3 separate regions of the Gossypium hirsutum genome follow, and all the other regions are linked to region 2. The links are chromatin contacts, called in public Hi-C maps. All regions are on one chromosome and are shown on one strand. The core of a region is the stretch at or near the end of the contact, and the rest is flanking DNA. Distances in the headings are between cores, read along the strand shown.

Evidence for each region. Hi-C and Micro-C count contacts between places; a contact is called where the count stands out from the background.
Region 1: a Hi-C map of leaf shows a contact between it and region 2, with 1.7 times the contacts expected there. The contact joins the promoter of LOC121210229 here to the enhancer-like site in region 2. A contact is called at or near these places in 3 of 34 Hi-C or Micro-C datasets (all in leaf).
Region 3: a Hi-C map of leaf shows a contact between it and region 2, with 3 times the contacts expected there. The contact joins the promoter of LOC121210213 here to the enhancer-like site in region 2. A contact is called at or near these places in 7 of 34 Hi-C or Micro-C datasets (callus, leaf and petal).

What each region holds. Positions count from the first base shown.
Region 1 is chrA02:100,103,436-100,106,135 of Gossypium_hirsutum_v2.1, reverse strand. It overlaps LOC121210229, which reads right to left and starts at 1,255. Exons shown (of 3, transcript XM_041082324.1): 1 at 767-1,255; 2 at 419-615; 3 at 46-295. The coding sequence starts at 855. The coding sequence ends at 264.
Region 2 is chrA02:99,905,693-99,908,392 of Gossypium_hirsutum_v2.1, reverse strand. No RefSeq gene overlaps it. Among protein-coding and RNA genes, the nearest start is that of LOC107955336, 8.9 kb to the right of the region's middle. Within about 2 kb of position 1,317, at least 2 of the 9 cell types and tissues checked have an H3K27ac peak or open chromatin away from gene starts, as enhancers often do. A contact at or near this core is called in leaf, where this site is marked.
Region 3 is chrA02:100,083,383-100,086,082 of Gossypium_hirsutum_v2.1, reverse strand. LOC121210213 (violaxanthin de-epoxidase, chloroplastic) reads right to left here and starts at 1,428. Exons shown (of 3, transcript XM_041082323.1): 1 at 976-1,428; 2 at 1-622. The coding sequence starts at 1,284.

The sequences.
Region 1 (2,700 bases), core at 6-2,505, 200 kb before region 2:
TAAAGAGATTAGGGACTGTTAGTTTGTTATCAATCAGTTACTGAGTCTGGTGTATAATTGGTTAGAGTAGTTATTCATTTTCAAATATATAAACATCATATGTGTAATTGATGAAGGCAGATATGAATACTAAGCAAATTTCTAAGTAAATTCAATTTTTGTCAAATTGTTCTTTGGTTTAGTATAGTATTTTACATGGTATTAGTCGCCAACTTCCTAGGGCCTCCTTCTCTCTACTGAATCCATGGCAAATTCCACCGAATCTACTTCCGCTGGTTCTTTTTTTGGTTCTCGTCTGGTCCAATCCCTCGTCACGATACAGTGAAGTTAGATGATGGAAATTATGTGCAGTGACAACAGCATGTAAGGTTGATCATAGAAGGCCATAAATTGCAAGGGTTTCTAGATGGTACGTTACCTATTCCGGCTCGTTTTGTGACCTCTCCAAATGGAACTCTGATTCCAAATCCAGATGCATCTTTCGTCACCCAGCAAGATAAGTTACTTGCATCATGGTTACTTTCTACCGTTAGCACATCGTTACTGTCATATTTTATCTCTGCCAAAACAGCTTGTGATATATGGAGCACTGCTAATCGATTTTTGCTGCTGCGACTGGTGCGAAGCTCTCAAGAATCAAGAATTAAGAAATTAAATGAGCATTAACAGTAAAAGAATACATTGCCAAGATACAAAATATCTGCGCTCTATTGGAGGCGTCTAGATCTATCGTCTCGGAGGCCAAAAAGGTGGAGGTTATTCTCACCGGACTTTCATCAGACTTTGACGCTCTGATAACGCTGGCGTCTTTCTCCTCTGAGCCACTTTTGTTTCAAAATATCGTTGAGGTACCATTGAACACGACGGTGGCCGATCCTACTCATGACGACGGCCGTCCTTCATCTAGTTCTCGTGGGTGTGGCTTTCGGCCACGGGTTCAATGCCAAATTTGCAGTCGCTCCGGTCATCTAGCTCAACGATGCTACTACTGTTATAATCGAGACTACGACGGCCTATCTCCTTCACCCATGGGACGTTTCTCCTTTGATGATGGCCAACATTTTCGAAGTGAAAAGTTTGCTTGGTCTAATGGTGCTCCTAAACAGTTTGGTAGCCCAACGAAACATTCATCGGCGCCATTTTCAGACTCTTAGGGAAGGTGGCCGTCACAGCAATCTTATTTCAATGGTCTGCTGCATGTTTGGGATTATAATCCCTTTAACCCTAATTTTGTGGACGCAGGCCCTAATTATTTCTCTGATGCAGGCCGCATAAGCAGGCCTGGTGGTGGCTCACATCTGCCTGGTCCACATGGCGCTAGCGTACTGCGTGAATTGGGGTACAATTTTAGGCCAGCGTCTGCTACTTATGCCCATTCCTGTGCTCCATCTGTTGGTCTTTCTCATGCGTCACCTGCAGTAGACCGCACTACGGGCCCAATGATCTTGGTGGATTGTCCTCTGGTGGGTTGAAATTTGCTGCGTAGCATGCCACTAATGGTTAGCCTGAACATGGGCCGAACAATAATGGTGGTCAACCTTCTAGTGGGCCGAATATTAATAATGTTGGCCTTGAAAGCTACACATCTTCTTTACCAAATGGTGGGTCCGGTGTTCCGCAGAAGACTAAACCAATGGCACGTGTAATTGATTTTGATTCTTCGCAGTGTATTAGGTTACCTCGTATTACCGGTTTTAATCTGTCCAACTATTTGGCTACTTCCGGATCCAATGCTAATTCCACTAAGTACGGTTCTAATTTTGATGATTCATATGTTCCCCTTCCCGTTGGAAATTCATCATAGTATCGGGATTCAGGGGCTATACACCGTGTTTTTCAGAATACTACTGGTTTGAATGAGTCTACCCCATACTCAAGTAATTCTTCTATTTTAATGGGTAACGGCATTCCCACTAAAATCTCATATATTGGAAATTCTGTCTTGCCCACGAAGAAGAAATTATTATATCTTTCTAATGTCTTATGTGTATCGAGTATCTGAAAGAATCTTTTGTCTGTTTCTCAGTTTGCTCATGACAATAATTTTTTTTCAATTTTATCCGTCTTATTATGTTATTAAGGATGCCCAAACATAGGAAATTTTTCTACGGGACAAGCTCGTGATGGTCTTTATCAATTTTCGGCTGATCTGTCGGTTCTATTTGATATAGTACCTGCTATTCACAACACCAGGGTTTACGATAGTTCTTCAGATAATGATGTTTTTACATTGTGGCATAAAAGACTTGGACATCCTTCTACCTCAACTGTTAAAATTGTTCTTGATAAGTGTCACATTGCTTATAATAGGAAAAATCTAGATAATATTTGTGTTGCCTATCAGAAAAAGAAATCATATAAATTACCCTTTGCTCAATTTACTTCTGAATAATCTCTGATTTGTGGGGACCGACATCTGTTGCTTGTGTGAGTAGTTTGTACTATGTTTCGTTTATTGACATGTGCAGCCGATTTACTTGGATTTATCTCATTAAAAGAAAATATCAAACGGTTGAATATTTTCTTCAGTTTCAAAAAATGGTTCTCACTCAGTTCGGGAAGTGTATTAAAAAATTCCAAAGTGACAGGGGCATTAAGTATCATGCTTTTACATCAATTTTGGCAGATCATGGGATTCTTCATCATCTTTCATGTCCTCATACATCCGAACAGAACGATTTTGCTAAGTGTAAACACAGG
Region 2 (2,700 bases), core at 68-2,567:
GAGAAGAAACAGAAAGCATCTTTAATATAAGCATAAACAATAATTTTATAAACTAAATTAAGTTCAAATGGTTTTTTAATTGGTTCAACTGATTTTACACTAGTTTTATTCTCCTTCGATTTTTATGGTATCGGTTGAATTGATTAGGCCATCTACTTATTGTTCAATCGATTAATTTAATCTAGTTCTGACAACCATGGGCTAAAGAACAAATGAAAATTTAAAAAAAAAAATTAACCTTTTTTTAAATTTAAAAAACAGTTCAGGTGGCATAATATTATTGAGTAAGGGAATTTTTCTTAACAAATCAAATGTTTGAGGTGATTACTATAATGCAATCATAATTTGGGTATCAGTTTTGATCCTAAAAGATTTTAAGTTTTTCAACGAAAAAAATGTTATAATTACAAGACCAAATTTTTATTTAAGCCTGACTTTCCACAGTAAATTTGGACACCTTCAGTTAGGTTAAAATGTATAAATAATTAAGTGTATTAGAGTGAAAAGTGTAATTTAATTTAGTATGTGGAGGGGTTTTTTTCTAGAAAGAAAAGATTGCAAAAGTTGTTGAAAGTAATGCTTTAAAGTACGAGTATAATATAATCCTAATAAATATGTTCTTTTAAATTTCAAATTTTAAAATTGACATTACTTAAATACTCAAATGAATGAGGATATTTTTGTAATTATACCAAAATAAATATATGCTCGAATAACTAAGTTAGGAATCTTGAAATCGACATTATTGAAAGAACTTTACTTGAATTTAATACTGAATGAGAACACTTTTATGATTATACCAAAATAAATATGTGTTTGAGTAACTACAAAATATATTCAAATAAATATAAAACACAAACATACTAAAAATCAAAATACTTCCTATCATAATTATAATCAGAATCAATACATTATTTACTCCCCATGTAATATAAAATTAAATTTTCAAATATTACACAATTAAATGGATATTTAAACTGGGTAGTACACAGAATTTTAAATTTATTTGCTTTTTTAATTGTAAGATTTGAACATTTAAGCTTTATATTAAATTTCTTTCACTAAATTAGATACATAAATAATTATTATAATTAATGATAAAGTCGTATAGTTAGTGACAGATTGAATCTAATACTACAACCCCACCTTTGATTCCTATTGATTAATGATTGATTATTTTGTTCAATAAAAAAGTTGGCAAACCACTTTTTAGGGACATTGGACCCATTTGTGATCAACTCGAAGCCCATGCCCAAAGCTATGCAACCATTTCAGCAACAACATTAGGTCTACTTCAAAAAAGCCCAAAGTCAAATGTCCTTGGGTTATATCAACAAAAATGTAGACACATTTCACTAATACAATAGGATACAATTACAAACCAATACTATACATCATAGATAAAGTACCGTAAAAGATCCAACTAATTCGATCAAAAAATCTTCACCTACACACCACAATTACAAAAGATGTGATTCCAACTCTAAAACCTCCTTGTTTATCAACAATGCCATGTACTCACAGGCACTAATAACAATTTTTTTTTCTCTACCGTCTTTTCATGCATATTCATCGCCTCATATATATACAAAATCACCTCACTGTACTTAGTTAAGTGTAGCCATTTAATCATTGGCAAATACATCTATCGTAAATATATGATCAAATTAGTTTCTCTATTATTTAATGGGTCAATTTAATTTTTGCATTATTAAAAAAGAATCAAATAAGGTCAAATTATAATAAAGTTAACCTTTACTGTTTTAAAAATACCATTTATTGTTTAACAGAGTTAATACTTGTAAAGATTATATAATATAGTTCTATAAATGAAATCTTTTGTTTGGAATTGAATTGCAGTTGAAAAAATAATTATTTTCAATACAATTTTTCATATGGTAAATGTTAACTTTGTTACCAACAATCTTTAGGTCCAATGGCAAGAATAATATGTTGTAAACATGGGAGTTTGGGTTAATCTAAAAAAACTTTATTTCTCTCTCACAATTATCAATATATATATATTTCTATTACATTTTAATAATAAAAAAATTAATTTAATCATGTGTCTATAATATAAGAATACTTCAACCTCATCTAGCTAAATGATAAATCATAAATAAATAAAAAATACAATATTTTATGTATTAATTGTTTTTGAAAAATAACCTAATAGATATACTAACTTTTAATCCAATTTTATAAATGGATGGAGTTTTATATACTCTTATTAATTTGATGAAACTCTCTGTTGAAGTTAACTATACTATTTTTACCATAGTGGATTAATCTCAAATTGTCCCCTCACTAAGAATATAAAATAACATTAGATATAAATGAAGCAATTTTTTTTAAAAAAAATTATAATGGGTTATTTAATAAATGAAAGGATATTTTTAGTTATATTATTTATTTCACACTTAAATCACACAAATTTAAATTTTCATATTGTAAATTTTAATAAATTAAAAATTTGAGACACACAAATGCCGGTTGAATTGTTTTCATAAATAAAATTTGCACTTTCAAGTATTGAAGATGGGTCCTCAACTTCACTCTCATCCCTAGACATGTTTATATAATTAGAGAAATGATGAAAAGATTTACAACAAGTTTGATTGGAGGAATAGAATAGATAAGTAATAAAATAGAACTGTAATTAATAATTTAATTGTTTGGTTAAATTGAATGGAATAAAAT
Region 3 (2,700 bases), core at 179-2,678, 180 kb before region 2:
ATGCTTCTAGTTTCGGACTTTCAAATGAAGCAATACACCGATAATTACACACCTGATCTACAGGGCTGCATTTGTTCAAGCATTGAAGTGCTTTCCTACAATTCGGATCCATAAGACAATCCAATATCTGAGGTCCACAATTCTTCACCATACAGTTCAGGGTTGAAAAGCCCTTTGATCTCAAGTTCTTCAAGACCGGGACTGGCTGAATATAAGCATTGATAATAACCAACAAACAGAACCTTATATCGTCAGAATTACACCGGTCCCATGCCTCCGATACGGTTTGCACAACTTCCTTTGTTTCATCTGTTTTCTTCAGTTGAGAAATTCCCACCAATTTGTCAAAGATACTTCCTTTCATTTCACTGTGGACATAAGAGCCTCCTAATTTGTTAACCAAACCCGGATCGGATTCAAAGCAGATTACGTTAGGGATGTTTCCGCTATTTGTCCCAATCCATTTCACCGAGTCTTGATTAGTAACAGCTACAACTAGCAAAATATCTGCACAAGCCAATTCCTTTTGCAGATCCATGGCTGTTTGATCATTAGATTGATGGAAATTGTCAGGGAAAACAACCATTTCATATCCTTCATCCACCCATTTCAATCTTTTTGCCTGATCAGTAGCATAAACAATCAAGAAACCATATATAATTCCCAAAATAGCACTATCAAAATTCCAGTTGCTCAATAAAAAAGTCCATTAATGTAAATGCAACACTACAAAATAAACTGATAGCTTTTTAGGTTCAATTGCAAGTTTTGCTACACTAAATTAATTTACTATCAATGTTAGTAAAATTGTAAAATCATAGACTCTTTTTTTCTTTATTTTTTTGTCGAAATTTTAAATCTATATGAAAAAAAAGATTTTCCAAATAACTTTCAAAATCTTAAACAAAAAGTAAAATGAGAACGAAAAAAAAATGAATTTGAAGAAAATATCAAGTAAAAAATAGTAACACTTACGGTGTGCATCATAACCTCCTCCCAGGGGGTGCATTTTAATGGGCTGACGCTTCCTTGGCCGACCACTGCCACAATCCTTACCGGCGGGTCTTTTTGCTCCGTCACCGCATTTTTTTCCTTCTCCGTCTTTAGAACCACAGTAACAGTTGGTCTAGAGCTGGAAGTCGGATGAAGTGGAAAACGAGAGGCTCTGAATCGATGGTTTGGCGGAGATAACGCGGTGCGGATGGAGGTGAAGCAGCGTTTGAGCGGAGCACCGGTTTTGGATTTGGATAGAGGTGGAGGCGGAGGTTCCAGAACCAAGCTCATGACTTTACGGGCTTGAAAGGTAAGAGTGGGAGGGAGAGTTACTTGGAACGCTAAACTAAGTAGGATTGAAAATGGTGGTTGGTTGTTAGAGGAGTGTAGAACCCGCCCGCCTTTTCCAACTTGCTAGAACCGGCGTTTCAATACGTGGCGTGTTTCTGTTGAAGGATATGTTAACATACGCTCCGGTCCTCTTAATTTTAATATTAAACAAATTGATCCCTCGAAAAAAAAGATGAAAATAATTTAATCCTGTAAATTTTGAAAGTAAGCAACTAAGGACAATTAATAAAAGCAATAATATTTTTAAACAATTTTACATGAATTTGACTAGTATAATAACAAATTTAGCTCTGATAATTTACACATTCTATCAATTTGATCATAATTTAATAAATTTAACCCACAATATTTTTGCAAATATGTAAATGTTTGAGATTAAATTTGTTGAATTTTTTAAAATCAAACTCAAATTAAAAATATATATATATGTAAACATTGAGGGATAAATTTGTTACTATATCAAAATATATATATTGTGGGTTAATAAATTTAACCCACAATATTTTTGCAAATATGTAAATGTTTGAGATTAAATTTGTTGAATTTTTTAAAATCAAACTCAAATTAAAAATATATATATATGTAAACATTGAGGGATAAAATTGTTACTATATCAAAATTATACACAATTGACGAAAGAGAGACTAATTGACAGTTTCAAAATTAAGAGAGACTAGAGAAGTGTTTTACCCTCGAAATATTAATTCAGAGAAGTTAAATTCTGTTATTAGTCCCTGCACTATCCTTAGATTGTAAATTTAGTATTTATGTCCTAATTTTATCAAATTTAATCCCTATAATTTATAAAATTTGAAATTGAAGTGAATTAGAAAGTTGTGTACTTAAGTGAGCAGTGGTTTGGTGTGGATTATGTTGTAATTTAAAAATATAAAGTTTGAAGTTAGTAATAACATTGAATTTCACCAATTCTGAATCAGATTGGATTGTGTGTATTTCAGCATCACCCACTTTACAGAAGGCATTGCCCGGCGGCTGCATCATCGCAAACGTCAATTCTCAATTCCAATTGTGTATTATAAAAAGAAAACCATAGCAGCCTCTTAAAGATTCTAATCCCATAACTTGTCCATTGGTAAGGTTCATAATAATAAATATTGTTGCACAATCAAATTCTCTATTTTATATGTATTATCTCTATTAATATATTTGTGTAAAATTATTTTAATTTTACATTTTTATATGATAAATATTTTAAGAATGAAGAAATAATAGAGGATACACGCGATTATCACTAAACTTGGCTACAAACTTGTGAATCGTCGTATCCTCGTACTTTTCACAAATGCCAGGGGATGAATGAAATGCATAATCCAATCTTCGAAACCTTTCGTGTAT